Regions from separate parts of the Mus musculus genome. Here regions 2 and 3 are each linked to region 1. Evidence: chromatin contacts called from public Hi-C and promoter capture Hi-C data. All regions are on one chromosome and are shown on one strand. Each heading gives the region's core, a stretch centred on a gene start, on an enhancer-like site or on the middle of the called end of the contact. The rest is flanking DNA. Distances are from core to core; before and after follow the strand shown. Region 1 holds the start of Mtfmt (mitochondrial methionyl-tRNA formyltransferase). Region 2 holds the start of Uchl4 (ubiquitin carboxyl-terminal esterase L4). Region 3 holds the start of Aph1b (aph1 homolog B, gamma secretase subunit).

Region 1 (3,274 bases), core at 369-2,868:
GTGAGTTTGAGGCTAGCCTGCTCTATATAGTGAATTGCAACAGGACAGCCAAGGCTACATATAATGAGACCCTGTCTGAATGGAGAAAGAAAAGAAAGAAAGAAAACAAACAAACAGTTTAAATTATGGCATTTTAGTTGCTAGACCCATTCATAAAAAAGACATGATCGCCACACTGTATTTCCTTATAAGTAAAACTTACTAGGGAAATTTAAGAATAAGAGCCTCACTCAAAAGCCGGCCAAAGGAAGCCACTACCCCAACATCATATTCTCCAGATCCCACGTCGGGCCACTCGTACACCGGGAGCTGAGACTGAATAGCATATTGCTTCACAGGTAGTCCTTTGGGGGATAGCGAAGGCACTGTGACAACCTCCAGTTTCTCAATTAACTTTTCCTCTTTGCCGTCTCTGAATCAGAAAGATTGGGGGAAAAAAAATTTGACAGTGTCAGGGCAACAGCCCAAAGCTAAACTATTTCATGCACAGCAAAGCTATTTTTATGATTAAACCCATAGTACATTTAGAGCTAAAATAATTAAGATTTTTTGCAACCAACACACAGGGTTTAAATTTAATAATTTAAAAATTAAATTGTCTTTTATTATTATTATTGTGTGCATGGTGTGGGCATGTGCTATTATTACTGTGTGCGTGTGTGCAGGCGTATGCTACAGCATGTGTGTGGAAATGAGAGGAAAACTTTCAGAAGTCAGCTCTCTTCTTACAGCATCCACAGGGTGTAGCTCACAAGGGCCTGTCACTCCAGCTCCAGGGAATGGGACACTCACTTTAGGCCTCCACAGGCACCAACACGTACATGCTCATAGACACACACACATACAAATAAAATCTCAAAGTAAAAATCTTATTTAAAAAGAAAAGTGTTTGTAGGAAGGCAGGGATGGAGGCGAGATAAGTGCCTGGAAACCAGGGACCGATAAATAACCAAATATCCTTCCAGGGAAGTGGGGCGGTAGACACAGCAGCCTTTCAGGAAAGGGTGAATTACAAATAACTTTCTTCCTAGTAGACAAGGTTAGTTAAATCGCATAAATATTATATGTATATGAAACTGTTCTAACTTAGAAATGTATTCATTTGAAAACACAGGCGTGTAAAAGGGCAAGGAAACGGAGGCCACCAACACCAGGAAGGGACGAACTTTGGAGTCACAGCCCTTTTCAGCTAACCGGCTCCGCCCACGACCCTGGGTACTGGCCGGGCCTCTCCAGGTACCGGTTCCCAGGCTCGGGGAGATGGAGGGTCTGCTGGCAGATGCTGCAGGAGCCACAGGAGCTCTGCCGGCCGGGACCCAACAGGGCGCCTTCCCGGGACCTCGCTGCCCTGGGGTCGCCACCGCGGCTCGGCGTGGGACCCTGCCCCGGTACCTGGCGGCGTGCAGCGCCCGCAGCGTTTCCCGGGCAAAGTGGTCGGTGCCGAGGAACAGCACCCGCCAAGGCGGCTTCTCGCGGACTCGGGAACCTCGGCCGTCCTTCCCGTCGAACCCGGCAGGTGCTTGACAGGAACAGCGTGGCCTCCTTCCCATCAGCCACCGACCCCAGCAGCACCGCGGAAGGAGCATCACCTCGGCCCGCAGCGGCCCACCATGCGCATGCGTGCCCATGGTGGGGGGCGGAGCAAAGAGCTCAAAGGCCCAAGCACGCGCAGACGACAAGGCGGGGCCTGCCGCTTTGGAGGCGTGGCTCAACTGAAGAACCACTAAGGAAGAAATTTGAGGGGACTTTGATGTGTATTATTCAGCCAAGCTCTTCAAAGAACACTGCAGATATATACACACAAGCAAGACACTCATATGAATAAAACAAACCTTTAAAAGAAACTATTTTTTAAAACTTTACAAATTTTTTTTTAATTTATTTTTGTTTTACGTGCTTTGGTGCTTTGCCTGCATGCATGTCTGTGTAAGAGTGTGGAATCCCCTACAACTCGAGACAGTTCTGAGCTGCCACATGGGCCTGGGAATTGAACCTGGGTCCTATGGAAGGGAAGCCAGTGCTCTTAACTGCTGAGCCATCTCTGCAACGAGGGGTCCTGTCCCTCCAGCTCCAAAGCCATGATCCTAACCATTCGACCTGAACAGCAATCTTAACTACTAAGCAACTCAGGATTTCCACACCCAATGAAACTAAGGTTTGCTCACCTGTCTGAAGTCACTTCAGGAATCCAAGACTCTTAGATTCTCAGGCCTCCCATGTGGGATGCCATAGGGAGACTGTAGGGAAACGGAGGGGTGAGGGCTATCTGCTGAAGACCTCTGAAGACCATGGTGTGCAGATAGATATGTGTTTCCAAGGTACACTGGGGTCCTTAACATGGGTCATGCTTGTGACGCTGGCTCTGGCTATAGAGCAGCATCAGGTTCCTCTCTCATCTAATTCCTGTCACATGGCCTGAAAGCCAGAGGCCCTGGAGCAGTCTTTCATTTAGTTTTGAGGATCCCTGCTTCTGTGCCCTTGAGCGTTCCATCCACCTCACATTTCCTCTCTTCCTCACTAAATGGTATCCATTTTTCAGTGCTAAGACAACACCCTCCCTGAGGCCTTGAACTCCTACCTCACAGATTCAATAATTTTTTTCTCCATGTGTCCCCTCAAAACTGAGAGCGGCTTTGTTTGCCATAGTTGTGGAAAGTTGGCCAATGTGTGCCCAGAGAGCGGCAAATTCCTTGGGCTAAGTAGAAAAGAGAGGCAAAGATTATGATGCTGCTAGCCGGTGCATCTGACCATATGAGGGAAATGAGATGTGATGCCAAGCCGTATCCTCCTCTGATCAAGTCAGTCCCAGAATCCTAACTTAGGGGAAGTGGAACATGATTCTGACACTCAAGGTGCTGTCTTTTGAATACCGACTGAAGGTGTGACCTACTGGAGCTGGAGAGACGGCTCAGTGGTTAAGATGCTCGCTGTTCTTGCAGAGGACCTGAGTTTGTTTTCTAGCACACACATTGCCAGATCTAGGAGACTCACTGCCCTCTTCTGGCCCCTGCAGGCACTGCAGTCATGCGACAAACACACCACTAAAAAGCAAAATCTTCAAGTATGGGTCTGGAGAGATGGGTCAGCAAGTAAGAGCACAGGGTGCTCTAACAAAGGACTCCTGTTTAATTCCTGTACCCACATGGTGGCTCACAACCACCTGTAACTCCAGGGCATCCTCTCCTGGCCTCTGAGGGCATTGCAGGCACAATGTGCACTCGGTGCACAGACATAGGCACAAGGCTGATGTAGTTTATTTTCAGCAGCTCAAGCT
Region 2 (3,435 bases), core at 812-3,311, 1.2 Mb after region 1:
CCTGATATTTTCCCTCTTGAAGAAAGAAACTGTTTTAGTGGAGCCCACAGTTAAGAGACTTTTAATTGTAAAAAGACTTTGGATTTTAAAAGAGATGGATATTTTAAAGAGATTGAAATTTTAAGCATATGTAAAGACTGTGGGACTTTTAAAGTTATTTAGAATGGGGATGAATAAGATTGTAAGGGTTGAGGCTTACTAGTGATGTTTTTGTGTGTCAAGTTGACAAGGGGTCAATTGTACTGGCTAGTTTTGTGTCAACTTGACACAGCTGGAGTTATCACAGAGAAAGGAGCTTCAGTTGAGGAAATGCCTCCATGAGATCCAACTGTAAGGCATTTTCTCAATTAGTGATCAAGGGGGAAAGGCCCCTTGTGGGTGGGACCATCTCAGGGCTGGTAGTCTTGGTTCTATAAGAAAGCAGGCTGAGCAAGCCAGGTGAGGCAAGCCAGTAAAGAACATCCCTCCATGGCCTCTGCATCAGCTCCTGCTTCCTGACCTGCTTGAGTTCCAGTCCTGGCTTCCTTGGTGATGAACAGCAGTATGGAAGTGTAAGCCGAATAAACCCTTTCCTCACCAACTTGTTTCTTGGTCATGATGTTTGTGCAGGAATAGAAACCCCGACTAAGACAACTAGGATTGCAAAAATGTGCTGTATATCACTCATTTGTGTCTACTGATAAACCATGGTCACTGAGGGCTGCCAAGATGCCTTAGCAATTCAAGCCACCTGCCTGCTGATGCCCCTGGGAGCCACATGGTGGAAGGTGAGACCTGACTCTTGCTCAGTGGCACATGTGTACCCACAGACACATAAATGTAACAAAAGTAAAACTAAAAAATGTAGTCATTGAAGGCAAGGAAAGCTGCTTTCCCCAAGGACGGCGAGGCCTACGTTTCAGGAAAGACCGGGCTTCGTATCATAGTATATTAACATAGAGACTTTGGCAGATTATTATTCTTTTTTGTTTGTTTGTTGTTGTTGTTTATTTTTTGTTTTTCGAGATAGGATTTCTCTATGCAGCGCTGGCTGTCCTGGAACTTGCTTTGTAGACCAGGCTAGTCTAGAACTTGGAGAGCCACCTGCCTCTGTCTCCTGAGTACTGGGATTAAAGGTATACACCACCACTGCTGGGCTATTCTTGTACTAGAACATTCCTTCTACAACAGTTTCTTTTGCCTTGTTTGTTTGTTTGTTTGTTTCCACATAAAGTTTAATTAGTCAAGTTAATGAAAATATTAAAAATTTTGAGTTAGTTATGGCATCAGAAATTTAACTTTTGTTGCAAATAATACAGTATTTGGTGTTTCTGTCAAGATGCTATGCTGCCGAGAGAGCAATTGCATTAAATCTTAACTCATCAGGGTCACGTTCCATGAACTTCTTGCAAACTTTTATGACATCCTCTAACAACGTCTCATCGCTAGTTTTCCCATGGTTAATTGGAAATGGTTTCCATCCATCTAATTCATAGAGATGCCCATCTACATGTACTAACGCAATAAAATGAAGATCTACTTTTTCATCTATACTTGGTGCCTCAGTCTGACCTTCATGTGCACTGGTTTCATGAGTAACTCGAATAGCGTCATAGTTCTCCAGGTATTTGGCTCTCTCTTCAGGGCTCATTGATACAGACTCCTCCAGGAACTTTTTCAATGTTGACCCTGATTCAAAGTGCACCTTGTCTTTGTTGTTTGCAATGGCATGGATTAGTCCAATCGTTCCAATCGTTCCACAGGCATTGCTGATGGTTTGTTTCATAAAATATACTGATGATGTCACATCTTGTCCTTGAGATTTTATCTTTTCTTCCTCTTCTGTTCTGAAGACTTCATACTTTTCTGTGATAGGGAAGAGGAGTAACACTGCGCACACTGGTCTTGGTATGATGCTAAGAAGTTCAGACTCCATCCCGTACACATCAACAAACTGCCAGTTAGGATGCAGGCCTAATTGCTTGAGAAACTGGTTGGTGACCTCAGGGTTGGCCTCCAGTGGCAGCCAGCGTTGACCCTCCATGACTGCTCCGTCGGCCTCTCTCCAGCTCTGACCTTGCCTTGTTTAATATTGGTAACTAAATAACTCCTGGGTTAACCATAAATGGAATTTGTTGCATCCCTATTTCTGAGTGTGGTAATTAAAAAAAAAAATCTAAGCCATTTTCATATTAAAAAGCCTTACCATCTTTAGCAGGGAAAGATAAGGGGAAAGAGTTGGAAAAGTACCAGAAACAAGTGACAGGTGTTTTGGTGAGTTATGTTTCAGCTTGCTCTCCAGTCACAGGAGGAGTGTAAATTGCTGGTGATCATGTGAGGCAGAGGGGATGGAGGGTGAGCGGAAATCAGTGGTTCCGGAGGCACCGACCCTTCCATCACCAGAGGCTTGCCCACTGCTGGGGACCTGAGACAACTCCTGGGCAAGTTGCTTTCCTGATAGACAGGGCTGCCCATGGGGACTAAGGCTTGCTTTAGTCTTCAAGGTAATAAAAATGGATGTGTGCAAGAAGACTAGTAGGATGGAGTCCAAAGACTAAAGAGGAACTGGAGAAACAGCTGGCATTCACTGAGGGCTTTCTGGTCTCTGTAGTCACGGATATTCTACAAGAACGGTTACCAGAGTCCATTGTACCAGTTGGCGATGTGAAGCTCAGGGAAGCTTAGTAGTTTCATAGGGTTGTATAACTGGTAAGCTGTGGATCTAGGTTAGAGCCTAGGTCAGGCCTCGGCTAACATCATTCCCCACCCCACTGTGTAAAATGCAGGAGGATTTTGTAGTGTTGTACTTTTCTAAACTAGACATTACCCACATATAGCTATTTATATCTAAATTAACTAAAATTCAGTACAGTTTAAATACCAGTTTCTCAGCCATACTAGTTACCTTTAAAAGCCTTATTGGCCACTGTGGCAACTGTTTTGGGCAGCATACATGTAGACTATTTCTGTCATTGTATAATGTCTGTGAGTACTGGTCTAGAAGTCAACCATCTTGTCCTTTAGTTAATTCTTGCCCTTTTGCTTTGCAAAGGACAAAATGAAGGATGAGAAAAGAGGCAACTCATTCAACCAAAGAACACAGTTGATCCAGGCTCTTAGCCTGGCTGCACAGTGGAGTCTCCCGTGCCCTCTGTCTTTCCTTAAAACACAAACCGTAGAATTTAGAAGTAGTGATTTTTTTTTTTCTGTGCCTCCAGCTTCACTCCGTCTCTCTGTTGCTAGATTCTTTCTTCTGAAGCTTTTCTCTCAAGTTCAAAGGGTATATCCGAGTTGGCTTCCCCCAAGGAAATAAAAGATGTTTGTTGGAAAGGAATTCCACGCTTAATATATGAAGCGGCCCTTGGATCCCTTTGCTTCCTTCTTTGCCTTCCTTCCAGGCACTTTGTAATTGAACTTGCAGCTGCTAACCATCTGTCTTCCAAACAGTTCAGATGA
Region 3 (3,378 bases), core at 746-3,245, 1.4 Mb before region 1:
ACGGATTATTCTTCTAGAGGTCTTGAGTTCAATTCCCAGCAACCATGTGGCTCACAACCATCTGTAATGGGATCAGACACCCTCTTTTGGTGTATCTGAAGATGGCTACAGTGTACTCACATAAAATAAATAAATCTTAAAAAAAATGGTCTGAGCCAGAGGCCAGGGTGGAGCAAAGCAAACAGTGTCTTCTAGATTTGGCAGGACCAATGCATTCATTAAAAAAAAAAAATGCATTCACAAACCTAGAGCAGCCCTGTTTGCCTACACAAGATGAAGCTCGTCAATATTCTAGCGCAGAGTAGGAAGAAGTTCATAAGATGCAAACACTGACTGGGAAGCGATTGACAGCTTGGCTTTTCAGAGAGAGTCAGCTTTCCTCGAGGGCATGGCTTCTGGGAGGTAGACCACACTCTAATGGATGTCCCTACAGCCAGACGTACATGAGCAATACAAATTAGACTCAGACTCAGTGTGTAATTTAAGAGAAAAAAAAGAACACATGAAGTTGGGAGCAGGTAGGGGATGGAGGTGAATCTGGAAAGAGGATAAATATGACCAAAATACATTGTATATATGTTCAAATTATTGAAAATATTATATTAATAAAAGTAACTTCAGCATACTTGGTGTTAATAAGTAGATAGGAACAAGGCATAGGAGAATAGAAAAATGTTGTTGTCCTAGCAATGCTGCATGTGGACTCTGCCCGTCTATGTACTAGGTTCATCCAGTTCAACCTAAGCTTCATTTAAAAGCAAACCCACTCATAAATGACACAAGATCAAACACACTATCCCTAACACCTAGGACCGTAAACATTTCACCAAGGTCTCTTAAAGAACAATAATTAGTTTTCCACTCATCGGGCTAAAAGAACCTTATTAGAGTGAACCTAATTAAAGAGTGAAGTCAAGTCAGTTTATTTCTAACAACTGACCCACTTCTAACTTCTGGAGATGAGGGAAGACAAGAACTAGGAAGATGAAGATTCTGCTGGTTGCTCTGGAATTTTCTCTGGTTTGTGATGACCAGAAACCTCTTCATCTGGCATAACCCTTCATAGCCCTACTGATATGTGACCGGGAAAGGCTGCTCTCTGGGTGGGAAGAATTCTATGTGTTTTTTACATGGATTCTGGCATTTCTCTATGCATCAGGTTTTGTAATATATATGTCAAGTATTACAGCTTTCACCTCTATATTCTTTCTCCATCAGCATGTAATCCAGGTATAAAAGCTAAGCCTAGGAACAGTGGGGCTCAAGGTGATGAACAAAACTCCATCAGTAACTGAGCAGGGACAAACCCTAGGCCTAATGTCTGGAGCGGCTGACTCTGACTACACTTATAACACCTCGGAGCCCCGCCCACTACATTACCAGGTCTCCAGAACTTCGGCTCGCTTTGGCTGGAGTAGGGCGGCACTCTGAGCTTGCTCTGGCTGGAGTAGGGCGGCGCTCTGAGCTCGCTCTGCAGGCGCTGACAGGTCTGGGAGCGACTCAAAGCCCCGCCTCCCAGGCTCCGACCTGGCTCCGGTTTGACTGGGCGTGGGACTCCTCCAGGCTCTCCGCCTTCCGACCTCCGTTCCCTGTTCTGACAGGATCTGTGCTCCGAAGCCACGCCCCTCCTCTGCCCTCGGAGCACCTCGAGTCCCCTGCCGAGCTCCGCCCAGCAACCCGCTTTTACAGGCCAAGGAGCAGCTCAGGCCCCAACTCCCGAACCCTGCCTTGTCCCGTGTGACTAGAGGACCTCGAGGTCCTGCATGCCAACCCTCGCTCTGCCGTCCACTCTGATAGGCTATGGAACTCTTCCAGGCCTGGCCTCCCGAAGCTCCCTCCTGTTGCCTCTTTGACTAGGGCACCGAAGGCTCCGCCTCTCGAGCCCCGTCCCGCCCTCGGCATCTCCAGACCCCGCCTCACGGGCTCCGCCTCGTCCACTGCTCTGACGGAGCACCGGAGCCTCGCCACCCAGCCCCGCCCCGTATCCAGGACCCGCTGTCCATTGGGCACTGCAGGGCCCTCGGGCCCCCGCGACTGGCTCCCGAGGTCGTCATGACGGCTGCGGTGTTCTTTGGTTGCGCCTTCATCGCCTTCGGGCCCGCGCTCGCTCTTTATGTCTTCACCATCGCCACCGACCCTTTGCGAGTCATCTTCCTCATCGCCGGGTGAGGCTGCGCTGTGTCCCGGACGCCGCGGGTTCCCTCCCTCTCCTGGGTTCCCACGACCCCGGGATCCCCATCTCCCAGGGGCTCCAGCTTGTGGTGCGGTCCAGGGCTGGAACTGTTCCTGGGAGGGTCTGAGAAGAGCAGGCCCGTAGGCTAAGCAGGCGCCCCTTGGCTTCTGTTGGCTGAGTGTGGGAACAAGCAGATAGATTCCTGCATGAAGCCTTTGTCTTTCTGTAGGAATCTCTCATTTCCCTCAGTGCTGAGCAGCATCGAAGAGTCGTTATCACTACTCTCTGCCATTAAAGTCACCTGGAGATCAGATGTTTATTCCCTGCCCCCCACCCTCACATCAATCCTCGGACTCAGAATGTCTGTGCAGACTATTCAGGCTCAGATTTTCTTTGTAGACTCCTGGGTAATGGTTTGGGTGCAGTCAAGGAGGAAAGTTCGAGAAAACACAGTAACAACTGACCAGGCGGCATGTCCTCCTGGGAGCTTGGTAAATACCGGAACTCTGCTGGTGAACGTGGTCTTGGTCTCGCTGCACCTGCCCGAAGTTTGCAGCTTCTGAACTTTCCATTATATTAATGCAGGCGTTAGGTATTCATTTTCTTTTAGAAAAAGACACTTGACAATATCTAACCATTAAACTTATATTTTCTGGTGAATTTTGAGGATATGAAATTTGCAACTGTCACTGGTTGTATATTTCTATAGCACACAAAGCATCTCTTAGGAAAAATAGTCAGCAACCAAGTGCCTCTTAGTCCTTGACAGATAGTGCCCTAGCGTGCACGCGACAGGGTCACTGAATCGTTCTTGTTAAGCACATCTGACGTTCCTCTTGGACTATTTGTCTCACTAGGAGAAAAAAAAAATTCTGATCTAAAACATCACTTTGTGAGGATTGTTTACTAAAAATGATTTGTAGCTCAAGCAGGTTTGATTTAAAGTCATTATTAAGCCTGTGCTTCTGTTAACTTGTGATTTTTTTTTTCCTTCTACGTTCCAGTGCTTTCTTCTGGTTGGTGTCTCTCCTGCTGTCATCCGTTTTTTGGTTCCTAGTGAGAGTCATTACTGACAACAGAGATGGACCAGTACAGAATTACCTGCTCATCTTCGGAGTGTTGCTCTCTGTCTGTATCCAAGAGCTGTTCAGGCTCGCATATTATAAGCTGTTAAAGTAAGTTAAGTGTTTGTTTTATTTTCCCAG

What was found. Promoter capture Hi-C pulls out the DNA fragments that hold promoters and counts their contacts. A called contact is a pair of places that touch in the nucleus more often than the background predicts.
Region 2: a promoter capture Hi-C map of cranial neural crest shows a contact between it and region 1. The contact joins the promoter of Uchl4 here to the promoter of Mtfmt in region 1.
Region 3: a contact with region 1 is called in a Hi-C map of B cells, with 7 read pairs. The contact joins the promoter of Aph1b here to the promoter of Mtfmt in region 1. A contact is called at or near these places in 1 of 484 Hi-C or Micro-C datasets (B cells) and 1 of 115 datasets of contacts at active chromatin or transcription factors (astrocytes).

Annotation. Positions count from the first base shown.
Region 1 is chr9:65,434,126-65,437,399 of GRCm38.p6, reverse strand. Mtfmt (mitochondrial methionyl-tRNA formyltransferase) reads right to left here and starts at 1,618. Exons shown (of 9, transcript NM_027134.3): 1 at 1,393-1,618; 2 at 203-412. The coding sequence starts at 1,586.
Region 2 is chr9:64,233,827-64,237,261 of GRCm38.p6, reverse strand. Uchl4 (ubiquitin carboxyl-terminal esterase L4) reads right to left here and starts at 2,061. Exons shown (of 1, transcript NM_033607.1): 1 at 900-2,061. The coding sequence starts at 2,023. The coding sequence ends at 1,322. The region is part of intron 1 of Map2k1 (mitogen-activated protein kinase kinase 1); the gene reads left to right.
Region 3 is chr9:66,794,040-66,797,417 of GRCm38.p6, reverse strand. Aph1b (aph1 homolog B, gamma secretase subunit) reads left to right here and starts at 1,995. Exons shown (of 6, transcript NM_177583.4): 1 at 1,995-2,165; 2 at 3,178-3,348. The coding sequence starts at 2,053.